Regions from separate parts of the Sus scrofa genome. Here all the other regions are linked to region 2. The links are chromatin contacts, called in public Hi-C and HiChIP or PLAC-seq maps. All regions are on one chromosome and are shown on one strand. The core of a region is the stretch at or near the end of the contact, and the rest is flanking DNA. Distances in the headings are between cores, read along the strand shown. Region 1 has its middle 420 kb from the start of RFPL4B. Region 2 holds the start of MARCKS (myristoylated alanine-rich C-kinase substrate). Region 3 holds the start of LAMA4 (laminin subunit alpha-4).

Region 1 (4,282 bases), core at 1,345-3,844, 1.1 Mb after region 2:
TTCTGACTAGGAATACAATCTACATGCCCCTTAATACTCAGAATAAAATGTTTTGAGTTACAAAATCATTATATGCATGAAAAGATCATGTTTAGCACATTTATTTAAATTATACATAGTATCCAACTTTATTACAAAAACAAATAGACAAGGTTTCCCTTTTTTTTATTTATATCATGTGACAAGAAAACAAACTAAAATTAAGACAAGGTAGAGAACTTGCCAATCAAACAGAAATTCTGGTACCTAAGCCTGAATAGAAACAACTGGTTTTAAAGAAGACTTAATATTGAAGGAAGAGAATAAATAAGTATATCTGTATATATAAATACATATGCATATTTTTATATATGCACATGTGTGCACGTATACCTATGTATATGAATATGGATTAGTATCAATCACTTATAAGTCTCTTTTAGTCTGGCCATATTATATAAACATAAGAGTTTTTATAGATGAAATAAAAATATGCTAGTAGTTACCATTCTGGTGCAGCGGAAATGAATCCTACTAGGAACCATGAGGTTGCAGTTTCAATCCCTGGCCTTGCTCAGTGGTTAAGGATCTGGCATTGCCATCAGCTGTAGTGTAAGTCACAGATGCAGCTTGAATCCTGTGTTGCTGTGGCTGTGGTGTAGGCTGGCAACTATAGCTCCGATTTGACCCCTAACCTAGGAACCTCCATATGCTGTGGGTATGGCCCTAAAAAAAAAAAAGCAAAGAAAAAAATAAATAAAATAAAAATAATAATATGCTAGAATCATGTGAATAATCTATACTTGCTTCCAAACAGTAATGCATTTTATCTTGAAATGCTAATAAACACTTAAGAATTCACATTCAGATTTATTCTATTTTTTTCAAAACTATATACAAAATAATAATTAAAGTCATCATTTATTGAGCGATAGCCATCACTATGTGTTTTACTAGGAATTTTCAATATACGGCCTCATTGTTTCTGAAAATAATTCATGAGGTAGGTATTATTATCTCCTTTTTAAAGGTAATTAAGAAAAAATCCTGAGAAATAGCAATGATTGGTAAATTGCAACAAAGATACAATGATTCTCACCTTAATGTTAAACTATTCTATGATTTAGCACCAAAATAGATACACATTTCTCAGGCAGAGTTATTTGAAAATCCCAAATTTATTGTCACTCTAACAGTTGACTATTGCTGACTATAATGAAAATATCCTTTTATTGCTCCTTCTTTTGCACTGTGTAATTGTACTGCATATGCCATTTTATTACATATAGCTCTGTTCTCTATTTTTCTGTACCAAATAAATGTCACACCTTTACATGTATGTGGGTTTCAAATCAACTGCCATGTATAATGATGTGTCCATGTGTATAAGCCTTGCCTCACCAAATAGAATTTAATTTCACTGTGGGCTGACTGTTAGCTGTATAGTGAACCCCCTAGCATCCAGGAAAATGCAGGATGCTATGGGCATTCAGGGCAATGAATATCCATTGAATACCCATTCATTGAATACCCATTGACTTGTAAGTTTATTTTTTAAGAATGTTATGAGAACAAACCCGACTAGTATCCATAAGAATGACAGTTCAATCCCTGGCCCCACTCATTGGGTTAAGGATCCAGCGATGCAGTGAGCTGCAGTGTAGGTCACAGATACACTCAGATCTGGTGTTGCTATGGGTACCGTGTAGGCCAGCAGCTACAGCTCCAATCTGACCCCTAGCCTTGGAGCTTCTGTGTGCTGTGGGTGTGGTTCTTAAAAAATAAGTAAAATATATTACCAGAGGTATATAATAGGTATGACCTACTGCTCAGTCTTTTGACATGAAAAGCTTAGTGACTCTGAAGTATGTTTACTTCATTAAAGTAATTTCACTCCCCTTCAGTGGTTAGATCCTCTTTCTGCTTGGAGGTTATTCAAGACTAATGATGGTAATATTTTTAACTTAATGTCCATTAGCTTACCAGACAGACTTCATGCAGATCGTAGAATTATGATCTAGGTACATTTCTTCTTCCTACTCTCTTCAACACAATTCTCTAGCCAAATGCCAATTTATACAGATAGAATATGGAAATAAAGAAACTATATAAAACATACCAAAAAATTCGCTTCTTAGCATCATTAAAAAGAACAAAAACTATCACTTTATAGTTGGAAAAATTCTATACATATTGAAAAGCAATTTATCACTAATAAGTTTTAAAAGTCATATAATGTTGGATTAGCTAAAGAGAACTAATACTTTTAATGAATATTAAAAGTATTGCCTGAATGAATATTCATTCAGGCATGCTCACATAAATACTATAGATATTATTGAAACAGGTTCTTTTGGCTGAGAGATCATCAGGCATACTTTTCTCAATTTGAGGAAAGTACAAAGTCAACAATGTTATTAGTGATGAATGTCAACTTCAAATGAATATGAAGTACATATGAAGTAAATTGTTTGAGTAAGAATAAGTTTCATTTTGGTATGGCTTTGAAATTTCAGAGATTTTCTGATGATGCAGAGGCTCTTTAAGACACAGCTGCCTTTTCTAGAACATTAAATGCTTGGACATGACCCGAAATAGTCCACATACCTGTAAACTGAGAACAGGATTCATCATACGCTAGGAATGCAGGAAAATGAAGCAGAGGGAAGGAAAACACATATGGCATTTCACATGGCAGATCATGAGGCTAAGTTGTTCTTTGTATTCAAACTGCAGATAAAAATCCAGAGCTTGTAAAATGAAAAAGGCCTTTTTGATTTTACAATAATAAAAGCCACCAAGGATTTCTCAAGCCTCTCCCAATTCTGATATATTGAATCAGTTCAAACAGAGAATGTGATTATTTAATTGTTTAGTCCTTGAGTCAAATTTCACTTCTGTGCAGCTCAAATTCTAAATAAGGAAGGGAAAAGGAAAGAAAAAGGGAAGAGCTAAATTTGAATTCAACAACCAGGATGCACTCTCAAAGAACTCACTGAAATGACCTACAATTTTATGGATTATTCATATACAAAAACAAGGCATTTATGCACAAATACACATAAATAAGTGCATATATAGAGTCTTTCCCTCTTTTTAATTAATTGGATGATGAATCTTAGGACTATTTGAACAATGGCTCTCAAGAAGTGGATTCAAGTGCAGAGTTAATGCCTCAACTTTGGACACTTACTTCAGTTGCTCACATATTTTTTCCCCTATTATCTGTTTAGGGGACTGGGTTATAGAGAGTTGAGTTTGGTAGAAATATGAACTTCAGATAAAGTTTACTACTGTACTACTTTATAGTAAATTGCCTATACAGTGTATCATTTTTTACTGTAAATTGCCTTCAGTGTATAAATTTCCATAACTGAAATACAAGCTTGCTAGTTTTGCCTTCCTACAAAATACCATTTATAAAATTTAACTGGACCTAATAATAATTTACCATATCTTCCTGGATATAATTAAATGTACAAGAGATAAAAAGCACTTCTCAAATAATTGAGTGATTATTTCACTTTTTAAAGTATTTTAGAAGAGAGATGTTGATAATTTATCCTTAAAGTGTGCTTGAAACATTTTGTTCTATTAAATGATAAGAAATTACCTATATGTCTTTCTTTCCCCCATTTTATGAATTAATTCAAATAGAAATTATATGAAATCTCAAAAGATTCCTTCAAATTTTAGCCTTGTACTTTTATGTTATAAACTACAATTCCTATTTTTTTAAAAAGCAATATAATTTTACATTTTGATCGTTACTCAATATGGAATTACATAATTTCTCTGGTGATCTATAAAAAGGAACATTCATTCTCTGCAGATTGATAAGGGATGAAACATTTTTTTCTACTGTAAAGTAGAATAAACCTCCATAATTCTCTTTCTCAAATATCTACTTACTAGGACTTTTGAATTCTACCCAATAATTTCCTCTCAAATTAACTTCCTTTCTAGATTTCTTGCATTTGTCTATTCATAGAACACTTTTCAGTGCCCCGAACCCCCTATTTCATGTGCTAGTCTATTCTCTAGGAGCACAAAGATTGAAACAAGTTATGGACCTCACCGCCAAAGAACTTCCAGCAACTGTGGGAGACATTCAAGAATTGGCAGTAAGCAATATAATTGAGAAAGAGTCCCTAGTAGAGGGTCCCACTTAACAAAATTTCTGGAGGCACCTGGCTTGCACCAAGAAAGTCAGGAAGTCTTTGAAGAAAAAGCGTTACTTGAACTGACTCTTTAATGACAAGTATGATTTGGGAGCGTTGACAAGATAGGTAAAGATGTTGAA
Region 2 (4,360 bases), core at 1,127-3,626:
GCTCGGCGGCCGCAGGAGACGCGTCGCCGTTTACTTTCACGTGGCCATTCTCCTGCGGGCAGAGAAAGCGGGAGCGTCACTTGAAGTGGCCGGGGCGCCGTCATTACCGACCCCGCCCCTGGAGCTGGAGGGACCAGTGTTCTCACGGGCCTGACTAGCTTTGGAGGCCCTCTCCCTTACGGGGACGCGGGATCGGATGCCCAGACTAGGGTTCCTGGAGGAAGTAGGGGCAGTGCCATTTCAAGTGCCTAAAGGTACAGCGGGAACCTAGACGACTCAAAAAATGCCCAGAAGACTAAAAAGGGCCCGAGTCCAAAACGTGGAGAGCAACGGGTAAACCATTCCAGCATTCCTTCACGAGCTTTGGAATAAAGGAGCCATGTAATATGATACACCAAACGCCCTTTGGAAGAAGGCACAGAAGCCAGAGCTGGTGGTGATCTGCGCCTAGACTGCACATCCCTCTTTCCCTCTAAACTCTAAAGACAGCTTCAAAGCACCAAGAACTCCCAGGGGGCAGCCCAGCGTTTCTGCGAGAAGCGCCTAGGCTGCCCGCGCAAACGCCCTTCGCCCGCCTAAGGCCTGGGGTCGACAGGGGGCGCTGCGCCTCCACCGCTCAGAGCTAGGCGCAGGAGGGCGCCGAGGGGCGGGGCCGCCGGCCACCCCGCCCTGCCGGGTCGGGCCCTGCCCGCTGGCCGAGGCGCCCCCGAGCCGGGATCGCGCAGCCCAGAGTCCGCAAACAAAGCTCAGGTGGCATCCTGGTTGGGATACAAACAAGGCAGAGAGAAACCCATTATTTCGTAGGTCTTGCCTTTCTTCCACGCCCACCTTCGCCCGGGATTTTGCGAAGCCGTGGCGCGCCCCAGCTGTTCATTTTGCATTTTTAACGGGTTCAGAGCCTCTTGGCAGAGCTCGCCTTCCCCATTAGGTTAGGGCAAGCGAAGCAACACGGCCTCTGCTCTAGGAAAAGAGGCGTGGTGCGTGCCCGGTGTTTGTGAAGCAACCACCCTTGGCCGACCTCTCGCGCCCACCCAACCGTGGCCATCCGCCTAGGTTTGGGCAGCGCCGGGGCAGCCCCTGCAGTGGTCCAGGCGCCACGCACACCAATAGCCCTGACTGAAACACACGAATTGCCTCTTGTTGACCATCTGGACAGGTTCTTCAAGGACCCAGTCTTCCCATCCACTTAAAAGTCAGATGTGTGTGTAATTAGACAGCTACGAACAGGGATTTAGAACAGTAGGAAAGCCCATCAAAAGGTAGTGAAACCCTTCTGTTCACCTCCAGCCAGCCAACCGGCCAGTCACCTTTCCAAGAACCCAGGGCACGCCGCCTCGGCATACAATGAGACAGCCCTTCCCTCCTAGGCTTTCTCCACCGCCATCCCTATTGCGCCCCCCCACTTCCCTACCCACTTACACAACCACACCAGTTCAGATATCCTGAAGGCGACTCAGTCTCGACAACAAACACGAGACACCCAAACACCTTTGTGCCCACCCAACAGAAATGCAACCTGCCTGGGGGTGGGGGTGTGGGGTAGCACCTAGCTAGTCACGTTCTGCCAAGCTCCAAACACGCCATTTTAGACAATTTATCACTTCTTTCCTCCCGTCTACACGAGAATTCGCCAGGATTTTCTGGGAACCACCACTTTGGGGCAGGGGGAGACACCACCTATGAGAAATTTACAATTTAGGCTATCGCTTTCCATTCAACTTTCATATTGGAATCTGGCTCTCTCCTTTCCGCCTAATGCGCCTCAGGCACGACCAGGAAGGAAGGGGAAGCGTAGGGACTAGAGAAAGATACCAAAGAAATGACCAGAACCACAGGTAGAAATTACCTGCCCATTCGCTTTGGAAGGCGACGAGGCCACAGCCGCCTCCCCGGGCCTCTCCCCAGCGGCTTCTCCCTTCGAAGCGGTCTTGGAGAACTGGGCACCCATGCTGGCTTCTTCAACAAAGAAACTCAACAGATCCAAGGGGGGAACAAAGAGCTTCGGGTTGGTGTAACGACGGGGCGAGCAGCAGCAGCGGCAGCAGCGGCGGCGGCAGCGGCAGCAGCAGCACACACACACCGGAGGGAGGGGGGAGTGGGGGTGGTGAAGAGGACAGAACAGAGTCGATTAAATACACTCCGGATAAAAAAATTTTAGTCGAAGAGATCAAAAAGCAGCAGCGCAGGAGGGAGGGAAAAAGGGTGGAAAAGTCGAGCACAAAAAAAGGAGCCCAAGTGTAGTTTAAAAAAAAAAGAAGTAATAAAAAAAATCCCAGATTTGTAGCCGCACTGTAGACAAGAGGAAAATGGAGAAATCTCCCTGGTTGCTAATAAGATGCGGAGTCCAACGCCCAAGTGCACAGATGAATGGGCTCACGGGCGCTGACGCGGCCCCCGCGCACGCCGGCCAATCCGCGCGTTGCACACAAAGCAGGGGGCGGGGCCTGCGCTCGCCTCGAACAATGGAGCCGCGCTTTGCAAACGGTTTGAAAATCAGCCTCATACCGAGAATTAATGTCCTCCAAATAAATAAATCAATTAAAAAATACATGCCTCTCGCCTCCCTCGGCTTAAAAATAATAATGCATTACTTGATTGGTTTGCTTTGTTTGTAATTAATTAACGCGGGAGGGGGAGTACTTGTGGATGGGGGCGGAGAAAACGTTAACTTGACTTGCTTTGACTCTCCTCTGTCTGTATCTGCGTCTGTCTCCTTCCACCCTCTCCCCTCCCCCATCTTTCCGTGTGTTTATGTGTATGTGTGTCTATGCGAGTTTTTAAGACAATGGTTGGGGTTTGTGTGCAGCATGTTTTCTTTCTCTGTGTTCCATATTGACTTCACAGATACTCAACAGCATTTTTTTTTTAACGGTTGCAAATGCGAAATCGCCCGAAATTGAAAGGTATTTAAACCAAGAAGATCGAATTTCATCAAACGAGATCGCGAGTTAGAATTAGGTCTGTAGGCCAGATGTGGAAAATGCAAAAGCAGCAAGCAGCCGAAGCCACACTCCCTTCCCTATCCCACATTGGCATGAAATAAAATATTTCAAGATTGGCCTACGGCGCTCATCAACCTTCTCCCCCGCCCCAATCCAATTAATGATTCCCCCCTCCCCCCAACAAAATTAAGTGAGGGCCATGTACAAAAGATCGAAAAGGTTTACATTTTATCGCTGTGTGAAATGACAATTTTCTCTAGGGTGAAATGAGATCCTACAGCATAGAGTGTACGAATCTATATTTACAGTTAAGAGGCAATTCGCGTCGATATGAATTTTTTTCAGCCTACTGCCAGGATGGGATGGACTCTTTTTTTTCTGAACGTGCGTAAGTGTGCATGCAAGCCAGTGGGCTCCTGGAAGGCAGGGAGACAGCAGTGATGAAACTCTGAACAACCGGATTGACTATTACAGTTCTAAGGAGAAATTACACATTGAGAGATAGCAAGAAGAACCCTGAACGCTTCAAGCCTAACTTGAGTTAGAAAGGAAGCTTCTATTAAGGAACCCAGGGTACCTCCATCTGTAACCCTTGCCACCGAAGTATCAGAAGCTGTTTGTGCGTGAAAGACAGAGCACTGATTTAAAGAATAGAAGGTGAGAGGGTGGGGCTAAAAATCAAGGATACACACTTATAAGCATTCTCCTATCACCTACATTTCTGCTCCCAAAGTTTTCACTTGTGTCCAAATCAGGCTACCTTTAGTGATCCTGAAATGAATTATCTTCTGCTTATGGAGGTGAGAAGCAGTCGAAGTAATGGTTCATTTCTCCTGGTGCTGGCTCTGAATTCTAAAACAGTTTTATTTTTCAGCTCATTGTAGGGAAATGGGTCACACTGAGTGAAAAAGACGGTTAGTTCAAGCCAATAACTCTTTGTTCAACTATTGCTTTGAAAATCAAGCTGCATATCTTTTCATGAAGCCTCGTCTTCTCACTGTCCACTTATTCAGATGCATCATTCAATCATGAAGTCATATCCCCCAGAACTGATGTTAAGATGTTTCCGTAAAAGTGTATCTTGCCAAACGTGTTATCACCCTTAAGGGAGCCCGCTGGCCTGGCCCAAGACCCCAGTCGCCGCGTTGGATGCGAATCCCTTGTATTAGCGGAGTTCCAACTTGAAAAGCCAACTGGGCTGATCCAAAGCCACCATCCAGGCGATTCTCAGAAGACTTTTAGGCTGTTGATTACCGCCCCCGCCCCCCAAAAGTGAACCAAGTCCCTTCGTCTACATCCCCCTCCCGGTTAAATTTGGGGTGACTGCTAGCTCGTTTTCAAATTTTCTCCAGACGGGTTCTTAGCCCTCCATTTGGGGGCTGCTTTTATTGCTTCTTTGTTACCAGGCTGCCTTGTAG
Region 3 (4,280 bases), core at 74-2,573, 1.6 Mb after region 2:
TACTTTAGGATGTATGAAAACTTTTTGCTTCTTCCAGCTTGGCACTTTTGTATCATACCATCTTATTGTTGAAAATCATTGACCTGAGCATCAGATTTACCTGGGTTCTAGTAGCACTTTTACCACACACCCATTACCAAATATGTATAACAATACCTATCTCATAATAGTGAAAATGGAAATAAACAAGATAATTTATGAAAACTTTTTGGCACCTAGAAGGTACTCAAAAAAATGAGGGTGCCATCTCTTCTAACTCTGAATTTGTGACCTTTATTTTGTGAGTTTCCATGTGGAATAGACATGAAAGATAGTTTTGGAAGCAGTGAGGATCAGATTCAGCTTTCTACCAGCTTTTACTTGGGCAAATGCCCTAGTCTCTCAGAACCTCCCTTTCTTCTTCTATAAAAAGGAAATAATAATTCTATTTTTCAAAAATGCTGTGAGGACTACAAATAACACATAAAAAGTATCAGGCATATGGTAGGTGCAAAATAAATGGCTGCTTTGTTTATCCTTGGATAAAATGATTTTTGTCCTTTAAATAGAGCTAATGGATAGGTTTTATTAAAACTTTTTTTTTTTTTTTTTTTTTTTGTTTGATTGTAAGCAATTTCAAACACCCAGAAACTTAAGTGGCATTTTATGGTTATCTCATCTAGTCCTTTTGAAGCCATGTGTGCGTCTCCTGGGAAAGTTTAAGGCTCCTTATGAAGCTAATGACTGCAAAGGTACCTATCAACTGTAGTGGCCATTGACCCATCCATATGGGTACCCCTCATAATTGTAGCTCAACTTGGCTCCAAAGTCTTGGAAGGTTACATGACTTAGACACATGCAGTAGCATGAGATTACAGGCCAAGAGGAAGAGGTTGGGGCTGTGAGCAGTATATTTGACAGGCTCATACACTGCAAGCCTTGTTCCTGGCCCTTTACAAAGCACCTCTTTAGGACGAAAACAAGATGTTCTTTGTCAATAAAAGTTCATGCATTTCAGTAATGAAGTCATTTTCCAGTGCTGCAGTGAAACATATTCTTCTCCCAAGCCCTCTGGGTGAGGACTGTCGGGAGGAAGAGGGTGGCCAGCCAGTCTCCAGGGAAGGTAGGAGCACAAAGAGGGCAGCAGCCTGTCTCTAGAAAAGGAGAAACTTTGTACAAGAAAGTGGGTGCCCTCCCCCCCCTGCCATCTGGGAGCCTCCACCTCCCAGCTCCAGCCAGGAATCCCTTTTACACCCACTTTCCTGCAAACTAGCTGGGCCACATAAAAGATCTACATAAATACAGATAAGACATCCGGCACCTTGGCTAAACAAATAAGAGATGTGAGGAAGCAATCACAAAAGCTGAATATTCATCTGGGACCCTTGAGGGGCCCCAAACTGAAAGGGGAGGGGAGGTCGCGAGGAAAGCCCCGCCAGTAGTGTCAGAAAGGCCTGCTTGGAGGGGGAGGGCCTGGAAGTGAAGGTAAAAAGGGAGCGGTGAGAATGGGTGTGGGAAGGAAGCCAGGGCAGCGTAGCCCTCAGTCGGCCCTCAGTCAGTCAGGGACAGGAGGCGGCCGGCGGCGCTCTCAGGACTCGCCCCAACCCCACCCGCCTTTTGATGCTCAGCTTTAAGCTCCATCCATCTGTACATTCTTCAGCCAGAGCCTCTGGGGAGAGAGAGAGAGAGAAAGTGAGAGAAACAGAGGGGGAAGACAGAAAGAGGGAAGAGGGGGTGGGGACAGGCTCTGGCTTACTCTCTCACTCTCCCTTTTTCTACTAAGTTGCTCCGCGGGCTGACTTGAGTTCCCCCATCTGGATACTGCAGAGGCAGAGAAGGTAAAATAAGCAGGGAGGCACCGCCGCACTACGGGGAGGGACCGGCGAGGACCAACAGTGGCTGAGCCCCTGAAGGAGCCCTGTCGGATGTCAGCGGAGAGATGGCTTTGAGCTCAGCCTGGTGCGCAGTCCTGCCCCTGTGTCTCCTCTGGGGCGCCGCCTGCTCCCGCGCCGCGTCCGGGGACGACAGCGCTTTTCCTTTTGACATTGAAGGGAGTTCAGCGGTCGGCCGACTAGACCCGCCTGAAACCAGCGAGCCCCGCGTGGGTCCAGGAAGCCTGCCTCCTGCTACCCAGGTACAGTGTCCCTGCCATTGTCACCCTGCTGGGGCACCTGTGCCCGGTGCGCTGTATGTACCACACTTGTCTCTCTCTCTTCCCTCTTTCTTCCTTTCCCCATCCGCCTTGAGAATTTCACTGGAACCAGGTCACCTCAGAAACTTGAAATAAAAGTTTCACTTTGTAGGCTGGATTTGGACATAGTGAGTTGAGAGCTGAGGCCTTGGAAAGCATGTCCCTGTTCAAGCTGGCAAAGGACACGTGTCCTGATACTTTAAGTAAGCTAGACTCCTACCTGGAGCTGCAGTGGCACGTCTATGATTTTGTGCCACTTATATGTCTCAGGGAATCATGTTTGTCAAGCCACGCCACTTAAAGTGTGTGCCCTGGCACTAGCTTGCTGCTTCTCTGTGATGTTAGGACAGTGAGAACAATACTACAGGGCCAATCCTTTTGTCACAGATTAAACAGAAGGTCCTTGGAGGGTGAAAGCACTAAAGAAGCTGTTAGGACACTGCAGAGCAGATACCTTAAATAGACAGGAGCCATTATATTCCAGAAACAAGAAGTTGTGGTGAAAGTCAAGCCCCATCCCAAATGTAAAAATGCTGGGGATATGCTGTTAATAATATGCTTATTCAAAGAGCTGCTGTTTGAATCCCTTACAATGACATTTATGTTGAAAGCATAACCAAAGTGTAGAAATTGGGTAAAGGAGGATGAATCCAGAGTAAGTGATTTAAGGGTCCCCTGAGCCGAGATGGACCACAGCATGTCCAGTGCGTGGGAGATACTAAGGAGGAGGAAAATGAAGTCACCTAAGTTCATGGGAAAGGAAAGACCAGTTGACCTAACAACACACACACACACACACACACACACACACACAAAACCCTGTAGCTATGGTTACAGCAGCTATAGAACCAAAGCAGTTATGGGGTTATTGATACCCTTTCTCACAGCACTGAAGTCTAAATTATTGCTATTAATCTTACTAATTGTTAGTATAAGTGTAGTAATTAATTACTACAGATAAAATAAGATGGATGAAGATGGTCCTTCTCCAGGAGTGAGCCCTATGCATGCATGCCAGCAAATGAAGGGAGAATGGGTAGGGCCAGAGCATACCAACCTCCAGTGTGGTGTGAAATGTAATCCCCATGAGAAAGAGGGGCACACCTTCTGGTCAGCTTTGTCCCCAGACATGGGGAGAAGCCAGAAGCAGGAGACACTCTACACAATGGGAAGGCTTCGCTTCTCCACAGGCTTGGAGTTAACCCTTGCCCCCCACCCCCCACCCCCAGAAGCCTTATCTCCACCTGTTGCTTTGAACTTTGTGGAAAGTTCCAGAATGAAATGCTTGACTTAAGAGTAGGATTGCCAGATAGAATACAAGACACCCAATTAAATCTGAATTTCAGATAAACAACAAATAGATTTTTGGTTGTGTCTCAAATATGTCATGGAACGTGTTTATACTAAAAAATTACTCATTATTCATCTGAAATTCAATTTGTCTGGGCGTCCTGTATTTTTACCTGCTAATTCTACAGAGACAGGCACACATAACTTTTTGTAACTCTCATCCCACAAAAAGTAAGAAAAAATTATTTTTAGGGAATCTTACATTTATTACTGAGATTCTGAGCAATTTCTTATATGCTCATATGTTCAGTGAAATCATAGGAAGGCAGCATAGGAAAGTGTTTTAGATGGCAAGCTTTGCAGTTTGATGGTCCCAAGTTCAAATTTAATTTACCTGCGCCTTACCTTGGACAAACTACAGATGCCCAACTTGCATATAAAGAAACTGAGGCTTAGAGAAGTTACTGACATCTACTTTATACTTCATACAGTTATTGTAATGAAATTAGACAAAATACATAGAGGGCTGTGTTTCTGCTGCGGCGGAGTGGGTTGAAAATCTGACTGCCACAGCGTGGGTCACTGCAGTGGCTCAGGTTCCATCCCCAGCCCTGTGCTGTGCGTTAAAGGATCCAGTGTTGCTGCAACTGCAGCGTAGGTCACAACTCTGGCTTGTATTTAATCCCTGGCCCCAGAACTTCCATACACTGTGGGTGTGGCTATAAATATATACATATATAGAAATATATACATATATACATATATACCAATATATGTATATACAGGGCTTAAAAAATAGTATACGTGACAAAGTATAAAT

What was found. A called contact is a pair of places that touch in the nucleus more often than the background predicts. HiChIP or PLAC-seq counts read pairs in DNA pulled down with a chosen protein or histone mark.
Region 1: a Hi-C map of embryonic fibroblasts shows a contact between it and region 2, with 2.7 times the contacts expected there. The contact joins the enhancer-like site here to the promoter of MARCKS in region 2. A contact is called at or near these places in 1 of 5 promoter capture datasets (fetal skeletal muscle), 2 of 47 Hi-C or Micro-C datasets (embryonic fibroblasts and retroperitoneal adipose tissue) and 1 of 2 datasets of contacts at active chromatin or transcription factors (skeletal muscle).
Region 3: a contact with region 2 is called in an H3K27ac HiChIP or PLAC-seq map of skeletal muscle, with 7 times the contacts expected there. The contact joins the promoter of LAMA4 here to the promoter of MARCKS in region 2. A contact is called at or near these places in 1 of 47 Hi-C or Micro-C datasets (embryonic fibroblasts) and 1 of 2 datasets of contacts at active chromatin or transcription factors (skeletal muscle).

What each region holds. Positions count from the first base shown.
Region 1 is chr1:78,729,828-78,734,109 of Sscrofa11.1, reverse strand. No RefSeq gene overlaps it. Among named protein-coding and RNA genes, the nearest start is that of RFPL4B, 420 kb to the right of the region's middle. Within about 2 kb of position 2,594, at least 4 of the 83 cell types and tissues checked have an H3K27ac peak or open chromatin away from gene starts, as enhancers often do. A contact at or near this core is called in embryonic fibroblasts and fetal skeletal muscle, where this site is marked.
Region 2 is chr1:79,787,812-79,792,171 of Sscrofa11.1, reverse strand. It overlaps MARCKS (myristoylated alanine-rich C-kinase substrate), which reads right to left and starts at 2,376. Exons shown (of 2, transcript XM_021091501.1): 1 at 1,847-2,376; 2 at 1-52. The coding sequence starts at 1,948.
Region 3 is chr1:78,221,607-78,225,886 of Sscrofa11.1, reverse strand. LAMA4 (laminin subunit alpha-4) reads left to right here and starts at 1,323. Exons shown (of 41, transcript XM_013992761.2): 1 at 1,323-1,464; 2 at 1,763-2,113. The coding sequence starts at 1,919.